Linked DNA regions of Rattus norvegicus: region 2 is linked to region 1. The links are chromatin contacts, called in public Hi-C maps. All regions are on one chromosome and are shown on one strand. Each heading gives the region's core, a stretch centred on a gene start, on an enhancer-like site or on the middle of the called end of the contact. The rest is flanking DNA. Distances are from core to core; before and after follow the strand shown.

Evidence for each region. Hi-C and Micro-C count contacts between places; a contact is called where the count stands out from the background.
Region 2: a contact with region 1 is called in a Hi-C map of hepatocytes, with 1.5 times the contacts expected there. The contact joins two enhancer-like sites. A contact is called at or near these places in 3 of 12 Hi-C or Micro-C datasets (hepatocytes, kidney and liver).

Annotation. Positions count from the first base shown.
Region 1 is chr2:93,754,603-93,761,724 of GRCr8, reverse strand. No RefSeq gene overlaps it. Among named protein-coding and RNA genes, the nearest start is that of Fabp5, 82 kb to the right of the region's middle. Within about 2 kb of position 3,929, at least 11 of the 93 cell types and tissues checked have an H3K27ac peak or open chromatin away from gene starts, as enhancers often do. A contact at or near this core is called in hepatocytes, where this site is marked.
Region 2 is chr2:93,893,325-93,900,446 of GRCr8, reverse strand. It overlaps a transcript of Pag1 not described here. Among named protein-coding and RNA genes, the nearest start is that of Pag1, 68 kb to the left of the region's middle. Within about 2 kb of position 3,151, at least 2 of the 93 cell types and tissues checked have an H3K27ac peak or open chromatin away from gene starts, as enhancers often do. A contact at or near this core is called in hepatocytes, where this site is marked.

The DNA.
Region 1 (7,122 bases), core at 2,680-5,179:
ACAATGGAAGACATTGGAGGTATTGGATATGGATGTCTTTTAAGAAAGGGCAAAACAACCATATACAGTGGTAGGCAGAACATGGCTCATGCTGACGACAGGGAGGACAGAAACGCTTTCATGAATCCATGACACCCAGTAGTTAAAACTGATAGAATATTCTTCAAGGAAAAAAAATATCTAGTTTCAAAATTGTTTTCAAACATGTTATTCATGCTAATCAGGAAAACAGAAATCTGGCCTAGGAAAGTATTTTGAAGTCGTTTAATAGACAAGCTTTAGAGACTTGGAAGCTGAAGCACAGACCAGTGACTTAAGATCTATGGTTTACTGAGCTGCTATGTGAATGAATAGCTTCTAAGTTCACACTCCGGCCTGAAACAGCCATCCCCAGCTGTCAAGCTATCTGCAGACAATCTCCCGCCCTGTGTAGACTTATGTTAAAAGGGAAAGAGACTGAAGTTCTGATAAAGTTAAAACAGGTTCTGGGCTTCCTAGCCACGTGGCCCCTGCTGGTACCTAGTTAGCACCGACTACTCTGACACTTTCCTCTGAGGGTCAGGAACATGAACCTTCCATTTTTACCCTTCACAGCACACAGGGAGCCTCTCTCAAGAACAATAGCCCAAACTTTGAATTTCTCATTTTCAAGTTCAGGTATGAAGTACTAATTTCTAAGATCTTTTCCAGGTGTGAAACTATTTCTCTTTAAAAAAATATTGTGCTACCCAGTGAACGTGATTGTTGGGGGGAGGGCGGTAGTGGGGGGAGGATGGGGAGGGGAACACCCATATAGAGGGGGAGGGGGAGGGGTTAGGGGGATGTTGGCCCGGAAACCGGGAAGGGAATAACAATAGAAATGTAAATAAGAAATACTCAAGTTAATAAAGAAAAAATATTGTACTAATAAGAATTTTTGGAATATTTATATATGTGCCATTTTGGTTTCTGAGTGTCAGTTTTCCAGCTTTGTCAAATCCATTGACTTCCATCAGGGGACAATTCTTATTAGGGCCAAACTGTGGGCTCAGTCACACTCTCTGACTCTTTCCTCATTAAAAAAATATTGTAAATGAGTTTCTTCAGCGGCTTGAAACCTATACTTCTGTGAACACATCACCATAGCAGAGACTGTGTGTTTTGTACAGTGAACCATGCTGAATCATGCTGTACTCAGTGTAGTAGACCAACATGGCTGCTCCCTTGCTATCTTCGTGTAGACAGAAAAACATTATTCTAATCCTCACCGTTCATGGCCCGATAACAGGAAGGCTTGAATGTAGGATACTCAGAACATACACCAAGAGGCGTGGAGGCAAAAACCCCTCACATCTGTCTGCAAATGCTATTCCTCAGAACTGTCTCTCCTAGTCCAGGCCTGCCAACAATCTGCATTTGAATCTTGTTCTAGGGAGATATTTAAAGAATTCTCTCATATGCGGAAATTGTTTCTGAAACTCGTCAAGATATGACTTCATAGTTATAGCTATAAGGCTCTTAGAAATTGTAATTTTATAGAGAAATGAGCAGAAAGTTCTCTCTGTATAAAATCCCGAAGGCCACTGCAGAAATTATTTAGCCAAATTAACTCTGAATTGTAGCTACAACCAGGTTCCAAGTTCCTTGTGTTATCTCCACTGTGTTTATGATCAATAGTTTAGCATGAGTCCCCCTTTAAAGCCATACAAATTGCCGAAGCCTTTGGAACGGGCAGAATGTCAATGCTGGCATGCTGGGTTAGTTATTCACGATAAAGGGAGGATGCCAGCCAATGAATCACCAGCAGACTTCTTGCCACACCTGGGGTTTTCTCTGTAGGGCTTCCGTCCAAGTGTTGACAAAACTCAACTTTGGATAGACTCTAAGAATTGCGGGGACCATGGCCAAAGGTGCTTTAGTGCCAGTGCGACAACCTCCGTGCCCATTAACTAAGCTCTTCTGTTCCCCAGATGGCAAAAAAAGAGTACTTTGTGAGTTTCCCACATCAATGCTGATTGTGAGGGCTTCCGGACTTAAAGCTTCTAATTATGGTCATTCCTTGTAGTGCTCTGGACTCGTTTTTGTGAAAGCTTGGTTTGAAACTAAGTTGAAAGCTACTGCAATAGGTCACGCAGGTGTGTTAAACACGCTGCCTATTTAAGCTAAGACTTGGGCTACAGTGACAATATCAGGCATCTTCTGAAGAGCCCTGGAAACAACTGGGGGTAATGCCCCCATTGAATGAATGGGCTGACGGAGTGCAGGAGTCCTGACTCCCGCTGGGTAACTGATTTGTCTTGGGACTGACACTTAGCAACTGTCTCCCATTTCCCTCTTGGGGAATTAACTCACTGTGGAGCTGACCTGCGAGTCTGTATAAGGAGTGATGACACTTGTAAGACGGCGCGTCTTCAGGAAGGCGGATGTTCCACAGTGGCCTCACACACCTCAGTGCTTGACAGGGGTGTAAAGACAATTAGGAAAGTGAGCTGTACGTATAAAGAGGACATTATCAGAAAAGACTACCACCGTGCAGCCTGCTAAACCTTCTTTTACTGTTATTATCTGTAATTGTCCTGGTCAATTATTCTGATGCCAGTACAGTGCCTAACTGAGTTAAGGAAAGAATCTAGGAAGATTTACATTGACATGGTGTCAGAAGAAGAATGGCCATAACCTGGAGATGCTGCATCATGCCTCTGTTTGAATACAATGACTTGACCCATGGAGGTAAAACCAGCAACTCTGGCTTCACACTTGTCTTAGTTAGGACTTCATTGCTGTGAAGAGACACCATGACCACAGCAACTCGTATAAAGGAGAACATTTCATGGAGACTGGCTTATAGTTTCAGAGTTTCAGTCCATTATCATCATGACAGAAAGCATGGTGGCGTGCAGGCAGATATGGTGCTGGAGGAGCTGAGAGTTCTACATCTTAATCTGCAGGCAACAGAAGGAGACTGTAAACCATACTGGGCATAGCTTGAGGATATAAGACCTCAAAGCCTACCCCCACAGTGATTCAGTTTCTCCAAGACCACACCTATTCCAATATGGCCACATGTCCTAATACTGCCATTCCCTATGGGCCTATGGAGGCTATTTTCTTTCAAACCACCAAATCATTAGTTCACAAAATATGAGGTTAACACCAGCTTCTTAATGATTTGTTCTTTAGAAGGAAGAGAAATCTGTGGAAGATTCTAGAAAGACAGTCACTAAGACCCTGGAGTGGGTGTTTTCTATTTGCTGAGTTGGGCTCTTTAGCCATTACCATCTGCCATTTCACGGACTGGGTTTAATATGGAAAACAGAAGCATTGTTTAGAAAGCTAAGGGTTTAGGATGTCTCTCGGTGGAAGAAAGTTGACTCAGCATGCACTAGGCTCCTGCATCAGAAAAGACGTGTTAACTTAGGATGTTGGTAGATAATACATTGTCTAGCTCCGTGTTTCTCCTAAGCAATTTCTGTTGTCTAGGGGAAAAAAATCAACTTTACTTTCAAATATTACTCCAGCACATAATGATATCTCCAAGGCCCAGGGAAGTAGGTCTCTGTCTATGGATACATTGGCAGGCATAGAAAGTCTCATCTCAGGGGTTGGGGATTTAGCTCAGTGGTAGAGCGATTGCTTAGGAAGCGCAAGGCCCTGGGATCGGTCCCCAGCTCCGAAAAAAAGAACCAAAGGAAAAAAAAAAGAAAGTCTCATCTCCTGGATGGACTGGACAAGGGGTATTGGGTCCTTCCTGTGAGAAGGGTCTGGTGCCGCTGGGCCCTTCTGAGTCTGCGCAGTTGCTACTGAACTTTGTCTGACCTGAAACGGAGAAAAAGAACAGCTTTCCTGGATGAGTGGGCACGGTGCCACTTCTCTTGTGAAACACAAGGAGCCAAACAGTCGTGTCCCTAGCCGGCTGTCATGTGCACACATAGTCGTGATGTCCTGAGCATGAGTAACTGCTGGTAAGGCTTTAGCGGGGACAGATGGGAAGGCTCCTTCTTGCTCATGCTTTCTCCCTCAGGGGTAAGGCCAAGTGACAGTTGCCTGCTAATCCTTGTACCTCACTGAACATAGCACTAGTATTACAGTCTCTTCTCTTCCCTTATTTCATTAAATCTGCACAAACTGGGTAGATCTTTCAGTCAAACACTGTCTGATCCCCTAAGCCCTCACAGGTGCACTCTAGTTTCTTTACTCCTGATCATCCATTTTCTTGGGAATGATTTATAATGAAATGTACTTTTTTTTTAATCATAAAGGGGGGGGGATGAAGAAAAAGGTGCCTAAGTAGGAAACAACTAGCTGTGGAAGTAGAAAATGAAGAATAAAAGAAAGGGACTGGAGAGATGGCTCAGCAGTTAGAGATGGCTGGTCTTCTAGAGGACCCAGGTCCAATTCTCAGCACTCACATGGCTGCTTACAATTGTCTGGGCAAAACATCAACCGATGACCTCTCGCATGGTAAGATACTTAAACACCATGATGTGATGGAGTCAGAAGCCAGCGCCACAGTATTGAGTTTTTAGAGTTTGTTCAAATGCATTTTTCTCTTTGATCGTTTTCCAGTCTCAAGTATTTGTTATAACAGAAAATAAGCTGCAACTGACGTCTCTCTGTAGTGGTAACCACATCCTGTCACGTCTAGCATGGATGTGAGCTAGAGGAAGAGAAACGTTCTCCTTGGAGATAGAAGTAGAGTTTTATCTCTTTTCAGGCAGTCTGGATCAGTTGCTGTGACTTCCCATGGGAAAGTATCTTTCTTGATTCCCCTTATAGAAGAGGGCTTAGAAGCTCTTGTGTCTAGAAGTCCATCATGAAACTGCTTCTCTTGGAAGAACGCCCTACTCCCACATAACTGCAGAACGAGTTGCCTGTGCCTTGCCAATGACTGTGTAGTCTAAGCCTTCAAGCCTTGAGCGTATTGTGTATTTCTGTTTGGAGCTAATGTGATTCAATCCTGGAGACAGATACATGTTCCTAAACGAGCTGGGGCACGAGTCTCAGAGAAGGTCTGCAGACACACAGTGGTCGTTGGTCAACACATTGGTTCTGGTGTCAGATACCCATGTGTGGAGAGAAGACGTGGACTGATGGGTGCCTTTCTTTAGTCTGGACTGTAACTTCACCCACACAACCAACCAGATGGCTTAATAGATTGCTGTAGACCGTGTCTTTATAATAGTGGTGTTTCCTCTAAATTATTGCACTAAAAATTCTTTTTTTTTTTTGTTCTTTTTTTCGGAGCTGGGGACCGAACCCAGGGCCTTGCGCTTCCTAGGTAAGCGCTCTACCACTGAGCTAAATCCCCAGCCCCCAAAATTTCTTAAAAGTAACAGCTCCCAAGTTTATCTTCCCGCTGGAATATACCAAATGCTCTTACATATTTTATGCCTGTGATATGCAGCCATGTCTTACAGTCAAACTTTTTAGACCCTAAGCTTTATACTCTTCATAAATATTTTAATTCAAATATAGTAAATTTCAAGTGTTACATTTCCCTCCCAATGCTGAAAATATAGCCACTATTAATCACTCCTGATTTTATTAGCATGCTCTAAATATCATAAACAAATTAAGAATATAAATCTTGGTTTAGGTAATTTTTTAAAATAACTTTAGTTTTTGAGAACCCTTCAAAATTTTCAGAAAATATTTGGGAAAATTGTTCATTTTATCTGAAAATTAGTCTTTAGTTGTGTATCTATAAGTACTTTGTCTTTTTTTTTAACCTGGTATTGTTTTCATATCTTTACTGTGTGATTAATCACCTGTGACTTCTCACAACTGATCTCAGTTGGGCACTCATATGCATGGGGTTTCTCCCACAGGTTCAGCCACCACAGGCCCAGAGTAGAGTTAGACCTCCAGTAGTATCTGCATTGAACACATATAGTCTTCAATGTTTGTACTTATTTCTCACACAATGAAGTATAGCAATGGCCTACATAGCATTTACAGTTCATTTAAAATAATCTAGGAATGATTGAAAGTATACAGGAGGGCTGGTGCAATGTGTCAGCAGTTAAATGTGCTGGCTGCCACACCTACCTGAATTTACCCCCAGGATCCGTATGGTGGAAAGAGAGAACCAGATCTTACAAGTTATCCTCTGACTTCCACATGTGTGCTGTAACATTCACACACACACACACACACACACACACACACACACACACACACACACTCCAAACTTAAAATGGACATATATGAGACTGTGATCAGTCATATGCAAACATTACACTATTTTATAGAAGCCTTGCGTGCCCCAGATTTGAGTATCCATGGGGGCGGGGTTCTGGCTAACTGCTGGTAGCAAGCAACGGCTGTATTTCATGTCCCTTTTATTTTACCAGCTACAGTTGCTTGCTTGGAACGAAGCTGACTACCCCTTTAGGGAAGGAGACAATCAGGAGAATTGCACTAGGAGATGTGTATACTTAATTAGGTTCATAAGTTCTGGGGTCTCTCAGAAGGATTGAGTCTTAGTGGGGAACTTACCCACTAACAGTATAACTCAGTGTGAAGTACTCCAAAATTTGCAAGATCACCTTAAATTTATTCTCATTATCAGGAAGATGAATAATAAAACTGAGTTTTAGAAACTTTTAATTTCCCCAAGGATTGTGGGTACTTTTGCTGTTGTTTGGTTGGATCTCTTTTGTTTTTAGAATCAACCATTGGAAGACGCTTCAAACAACAGGTTCTGATGATCCGACCACCATTTTATACTTCATGCTTCTCAAGACCAAATGGCTTTTATTCTCCGTTTCACGCCTCCTACTGCCTTTCTAAAGGACCTATTTAGAGTTGATAGTTACAATTATGAATGCTGAAGCTACAGTTCTTTCTGAGCCCCAGTCTACATGTGTTTTAGCCAGGAACTATGCTGGATTATTGGAATAGTTAAGGACAATTATAATAAATGGGCCAAACCCATTGGATTCTTGGATGTTAGCTCATTGGAAGCTAAATTTACTAACCCTGCAGACAGTCACAGCGCTCTGAGCTCCGCTGAGCACTGAGCTATGAAATACTCGCTGTCCATGAGCTTTGACTGAAGGGGAGTATATTAGTTATTTATTTTCACTTGTTTTTAACACATGCTTAAGGGTGGCTTATTCTGGAAGCTTTCTTCTAGAGCAC
Region 2 (7,122 bases), core at 1,902-4,401, 140 kb before region 1:
ACTCAGGCCCGTAAGAACCTGCTGTCACCATTTTGCACACAGATAACGGTACAAAGGGATAGGGAGGCTCACAGAGAAGGTCTGTGCCGAGAGAAAAGGCGTGTGGGAAGAGGCTGAGCTGCTGCTGTAGGAGCAACTGGAGACATGCTCACCAGACAGGCCTGGTCTCTGGGCTCTGGGTTCACAGCACAAACTTCCCTGAGCACCTCAGGTGACAGCAAGACACCAAGGACTCCTTCTTCACTCGTGGGAGGCAATCTTACAATGATGTAGTGGGAATATTAGTCTGGAGAGCTGGGAGTAGGAAGAGAGGGCAAACACGGAGGGAGGGAGGGAGGCAGGGAGGGAGGGAGGCAGGGAGGCAGGGAGGGAGGCAGGGAGGGAGGGAGGCAGGGAGGCAGGGAGTGAGGGAGGCAGGGAGGGAGGGAGGGAGGGAGGCAGGGAGGCAGGGAGGCAGGGAGGGAGGGAGGCAGGGAGGCAGGGAGGGAGGGAGGCAGGGAGGCAGGGAGGCAGGGAGGCAGGGAGGCAGGGAGGCAGGGAGGCAGGGAGGCAGGGAGGCAGGGAGGCAGGGAGGGAGGGAGGCAGGGAGGCAGGGAGGCAGGGAGGGAGGGACGAAATCTTTATGACAAATTCCCAGGTCTGAGCAGGTCTTCCTTGGGCTGTCCATAGTCTGGCTCTAGCCACTGTCCAGCAAATGCCACTGTCCTGAGATCTAATTCTCATGGCTGAAGTCTTCCTCTGAGTTTAGTCAGACAGAGGTGGAGAAGGCTCAAAGGGGAGATGGTCTTACAAACACAAACCAGTATTTATGAGGTTTCCACGCACATGGAATCAGGGAGGCGCTGCTCACCCATCCCCACAATGGCCGCGGAAGACCCCTTGGGCACGAGGGGACGTCTGGATAGCCTTTTGTAGCCTGCAGCACTGACTGTGGCACACACAGAGAAGGCTCTTCTACAATTGAGTGACACACAGAAAGTACCAAAAATCACAGTCCATCCCAGCAGTACAGAGCTCAACATCGTAGAGGGTTAGAAATTCGGGTGGGATAACCACTGCGATACGACACATCTCACTCTACTGTGCCCGGGCTCATCTGTGGGGTGAAAGGGCCAGGAGCGAAGGAGCCCCTGATGGAGCCAGGCTTACTTCTGAGGAGAATGACCTCCTAGTTTATCCTTAGAGAACTTTAGAATTAATTTTTACAAGGGCAAATGACCAGATTTGAGTAATATAAAGCAGACCGTGTTGAGGGACATTACAGACTTAGCTAAAGTGGTGTAGGAAACAGCAAGTGGTCCTCAACACGATGGTGAGATTCTCAACAGCTTTTCCCTTTGTCTTTTCACAGGTCACCCCTGGTGTGTCTTCATGGGCAACTGGCCTTCCCATTAAAGTAGTCACATCCACCGCAGACCACCGAAATCAACTCTGAGACTCTTCTCTTACCCATGAAGTAAGAGGCCCATTCATACACTAGACAGCAGTGCCCTTGGGAATCAGTGGGAAGAACTCTGGAACACGTGCAATCCACACGTTGTCCAAGCCTAGAGCACAAGCTAACACGATGGGGCAGAGACTAGCTACCGTTTCAAGGGAACAGTACCTCAGACCACCCTGACCTCAGGCAAAGGGCTAGAGCCCTAGGCTCTGTCAGGACAGGATGTGAGACATACCCAGTCTCCACTCCCAGGGTATATCTTCCTGGTGCAGTTTCTAAGGGAGTTGGAGCTGCTGGCAGCTGACTTTGCAGATTATTGAAATTGGAATAAACCATATTCTTCCAGAGGGATAATTCTCATCTACCTACCCCTCCTATCTCACTCATTTCCTCTTTAAAACCGATGAGTTACTTTGAAATGCAGAGAGGAGCTAGATCCGTGGAAGACTACAGAAACCAAGATGTGAGTGCTTGCCAGCTCACAGGCAGCCACTTACTGGTTTTTAAACCAGTGACCTTAGTCCCAGAGAATCCAGGAACTTGCCTTGGGTCACCCAGGGCAAGAAGCAGATAAGGCCAGAGTCTATGTCACCCGTGTCCCTACCCAGCTCTACTGTGTGAAGGTAAGAGTTCATAGAAAACCTGCTGTCTGGAATTCTACGTCATGACACTCTACCACTAGATGAGTTTTTCAGCCAGTAGAAAACAACCAGTTTAGGACACAGGGAACATCTGACATGTAGCTTTTAAAAATAAATTCAAAAGCCAAATTTTAAATAGCAAATTTTCACTTGATAGATACTCTTATCAACAAAAGAGAAGCACTTTTAGCATTAATGTCTTAGTTACTTTTCCATATAACAAAACCCCATAACAAAGGCAGCTTTATAGAAAACAAGGTTAATTCAGAGCTTAGAGAAGGAAGGGTTCTGGAATTAGGGAGTCAGTCACCATCATGGATGGGGAAGCAGCAGCAGACTTGCTGATTGGAGCAGGGGCTGGGGGCTCACATCTCAAACCACAACCAGGGAGGCAGAGGGAGCAAACTGGAGCAAGGTCACACCTGCTAAGCTTCCCCAAACAGTGTCAGCAACTGGAGACCATATATTCAAATGCCCGAGAATACGAGGGGCATCTCATTCAAACCACCACAATTGTGTAAGATGCGTATGGTTTAGCTGCACAGAGAACCATGTACGTATTTTAACAAACAAGCAATACATAAACGTATATCATGAACACACGTGTGCTGAGCACCTCCTGTGACTTTTGGGCAAGTGAGCCGACAGACTTAGTGTCTGTCATGGCCGGTGTTGCCCCCGGCCAGCTCATGGTTCGAATCTGGCAAAGGCAGGGCTTCAGTCATATTTCAGTTATACTGCAGTCATACGCCAAGCAGCTCGGAAAAGCAGAAATAGAGTTTAACCTTGTGCTGTTCTTTCGCACGGAGGTGTAGTGGCATGCGCCTCCAGAGCCATGCCGTTCCCTCTGGCATCAATGCATTGAGTTTTCTTTTTTTTTTTTCTTTTTTTTTTTCCAGAGCTGGGGACCGAACCCAGGGCCTTGTGCTTCCTAGGCAAGTGCTCTACCACTGAGCTAAATCCCCAACCCCATTGAGTTTTCAATCTTACAAAAGCTCTCCCTGTTGAGGCTGCACCATGGACTTACACCGCTGTAACTCCTGCCTGACATCATCTCGGCTTTATGAATAAATAAATCTGTGCTCTTCGGGAAACACTGATGCGAGAGGGAAAATCAATAGGCAGCCCTGAGCTCTACGTGTATCTTCAAGTCCAACGTGCCCTATGTGTAAGACCATGGGTGCTCCCTGCCACAGGAGAGTGCATGTATCTACCTCAAGTAGAGGCTTCCAAGGGCCCTCAAGCCCTGCATTTCTTCCTTTCTTCTTAAAAGTCGTAGCTCATGTCTCTCAAAGAGGGGAAAGTTGGAAAGAGGAAAAAGTGTGGATCCAGGCAGAGTGGCGAAGCCTTGACTACTGTGACTCTGCCCTCTGAGTAAATAAGGAATTGTTGTGTAATTCTGTTTGTGAAGGTTGTTTTTTTTTGTTTTTTTGTTTTTTTTGTTTTTGTTTTTTTCACCACAGGAGTACTTAAAGTCTGTAATGGCTTATGGGAAACTGTCAGCAGACTATTAACCAACCTGGCAGTAGTGGTTACTCTCTGGGTAATGTGTGAACCAAGAAACTTAAAAAAAATTCCAAACTATCTGAAGTGAACAGACATATTTTCTTATGATTTAGAATATAACATGGGGGAGGGGAGGCAGAAATAAAAGATTAATGAGACTGACTGCAAAGTTTTCTGTGGACTGCTAGCCCAGAGATAGCTAATTTAGATTTAGATTCCTAGCCAAACCTTTGTTGCTGCTTTTGGATGCTTTTCAAGATACAGACAGGTCGCTATTAAAATGAACTGCTCTCAAAAGTAAAGCTAACAGTGTATGCTGATGTTAACCTCAAGTTTCTGAGCCAAAAGCCAAACTTCAGAGAGAAGCTGGCAAGCGCCATCATTTCCTCAGCTCTGCCATCGCCTCACAGGCAAAGCAGCGGGAGCAGTTGTTGGAAGTTCTGCTGTGCCCTGCAGTAACCTTTGACTACAAAGCTACCTCAGAGGGTCTAGGCTCTTGCCTACAATCAGGATGAATTAAAAATGAATCCCATTATCTCTCCCTTGCTCCTCAAACAAGCAGCTCATCACTATGTCAGCTGGCTTCTCACAAACGCAGTGTTGCTTTGGACGGAGAGCCCACACCTCCCTGGGAGCAATGATTCTGTCTTCCCAGAGCCAGGGAACAGGAAACACACCTGAACATGTGACGCACATTTCCAAAGCACAGCACAACGGAAGCCTGCAAATGGGTTTGGGCAATTTAAATGTTACTCCCAAACTAAGCATCACGGCATAGGCCACCATCATCCACAGCTGTGATAAAGGCAGGCTGAACCTTCTTTTCCTGTGTGAAAATGGTACTGGATTTCAAGTTTAGAAAGAATGTAGCCAGTACTTTAGCACTGATATCAACAGGAGAGTGAAGGAGACCTTGGATGGGCTTTGGTGTGATTTCCTTAAAACATAGATTTGAAAAGGAAAAGAGAAAACTAAGCTATGCTGCTGAGGAGAGAGATGCTTGTGTGAGGTCAGAGGAAAAGAACGGCCCGAGGTCAAGTTCTCTTCATGAACGTCTTTTCTTTATTAGCATTGGAGATGCTTCATCTGTGGAAACTTGACGGTACAGTCAGTACCTAGATGTACAAAGACAGGATTAGCACCCAGCCTTCCAGCTCAGCCTCCACAGGAAGGAAGCTCATAACAGCATCAGGGCGTGATGAAGACGCAGCTAATGAGCTGGATGGATCCCGTAGAACCTAGAGGGTCAAGGAGAGCTTCTCAGAGGAAACTGAGGTGGTTCTCGAAGGATGCTCCAGACTTAATGGAGAAATTAGGGGCCAGAACATTCTCAGAAGCGAGAACAGTGTCCCCTGAGTCTCGCTTGTACATGTTTGTCTTAAGAGGCATGACATTCTAGAACACTTCAAGAAATCCAGTCCTGGAACTGGGCAGTGGTGGCTAAACCCATGTATCCCAGCACCTGGAGGCAGAGGCAGGCACATCTCTGAGTTTGAGGCCAGCCTTGTCTACAGAGTGAGTTCTAGGCCAGCCAGGCATACACAGAGAAATCCTGTCTTGAAAAAAACCAAACCAAAGAAATCCAGCCCCATAGAGCAGGGTAAAACATGCTGAAGGGGTACCCAGGCCTGGGCCACAGGGCTGCACAACCAGGTGTCTGGGTCAGTTCTTCAGGGTACAAAGGCACGGAGGTCTCTGTGTGGGAATCATGAGCAGGGTCCTCAATCAGGGAGAGTTACTCTGAAAGACGCTACAGAAGTTGATTTCAGACCTGATCTGTACATACGTGTATATGTGTATATGTGTATATGTGAAGGCCAGGATCAAAGCATTGCTTTGGTGGCAGGAGAGGAAATGAAGGTCAGAAGGACACAATGAAGATGAGTGACAGCAAACATGTGACCCTCTAAGCACTAATATCCTGAGACTTTTGCATTCGACCTTAAATCCAGAATCTGGTATGGACTGAATGGGGAGGAGCCATGCCAGGGCAGAGATTGCTGGCCTGAGTACTGTGTCAACAGGGATGCCCTTAATTGGAGTATTGATTCCAGGAAAAGCAATCAGCTGCAAGCAGAAGAGGAAGCCAGGTGGGGGAGGCAGTTTCACTGTCCACCTAGTCATTTGGAGGGCACAAAAACAGGGCACAAAGGACTGGGGACAGGCATCTGATACCACAGAGAACAAACTTCAAATTCACATTAATTTAGAAAGAAAAACAAATGACAAACAGAAAAGTATCTTCGCTGAAAGGCCTAAGAGTCGGGCTATGGGCACAAAAGGAGCAGCCAGCGCTCTGCAGACACTGGGGCCTGTGGTGTCCTGGAAATGCATGTGATGCTCATTGCAAAATGCTCGGTTCCCTCTTAAAGCCTAATGATCCCATGACTGGAGACCGTGCGACACTTTAGGTCACCACGAAATGTGTAAGGCAAGTTGCTCTAGTGGAAACAGTGCTGTCGACAAAGTATTTAATCCCTGAATCAAGATTCTTGTTAGATGTTGGGAGATCAGTGGAAGGCATTTATGGAGCGCAGAAAATCAAATCTGTTAACTCACAGATCCTTTAGCCTCAGCTAGGAAAAAAGGAAAGAAAGAAAGAAAGAAAGAAAGAAAGAAAGAAAGAAAGAAAGGAAGGAAGGAAGGAAGGAAGAAAGGAGGGAGAAGAGGAGGAGGAGGAAGAGGAAGAAGAGGAAGAAGAGGAAGAAGAGGAAGAGGAGGAGGAGGAGGAGGAGGAGGAGGAGGAGGAGGAAGAAGAAGAAGAAGAAGAAGAAGAAGAAGAAGAAGAAGAAGAAGAAGAAGAAGAAGAAGAAGAAGAAGAAGAAGAAGAAGAAGAGGAGGAGACAACTGTTCTTTGGATCTGTACTTACACTGCAAATGATTCAGGACTCAAACAACCATGACCCAGCTCTCCTAACAGCAAAGACTTAACTCTGAATTTTCTCAACACGCATAAGAAAGATCTAATTAAAAGACAATGGTTTATTTTTACCAAGCTCATTCTCTGAGGGACTGGGAAAACCCAGACCAGATGGACCCTTTCCTCTGTGAGCAGAGAGGCACAAGATAATGGTGTGTAATGGGATCAGGTCAGGGAGGCCAGGACACTTGAGATTTCTAGATCTTTTGAATGGGGTGGAAATGACACTTCAAGGTCCGGGATTCATTTTAAAAAGTGATAATCTTGTAGTAATCCAATTGCTAAAATCGAATATAAAATGTCTCTGTGTTGACTTGTCATTTTGCTTAGCCTCAAGGATTTTACTCTGGATTTGATTCTGTTGACATGCCAGTCTAAGCCCAGATCACTCGGGGATTTCTGATGTAACTGGTATCAGTACTGATCATGATCACAGGAAACACAGCCCTGTGTCCTGAGGATGGTAGTCATGGGGAGAGCTGTGTATCCTGGTCAACCTTCACAGAGCTCAGGAGTCTGTCCGGTTAGTATCCCCATCTCAGGATGAAGAAAGAGCCTGATATGGGGTAGCATTGGCCTTCCATAGAGGTCTCGAGAAGCAGTGAGGACTGAGC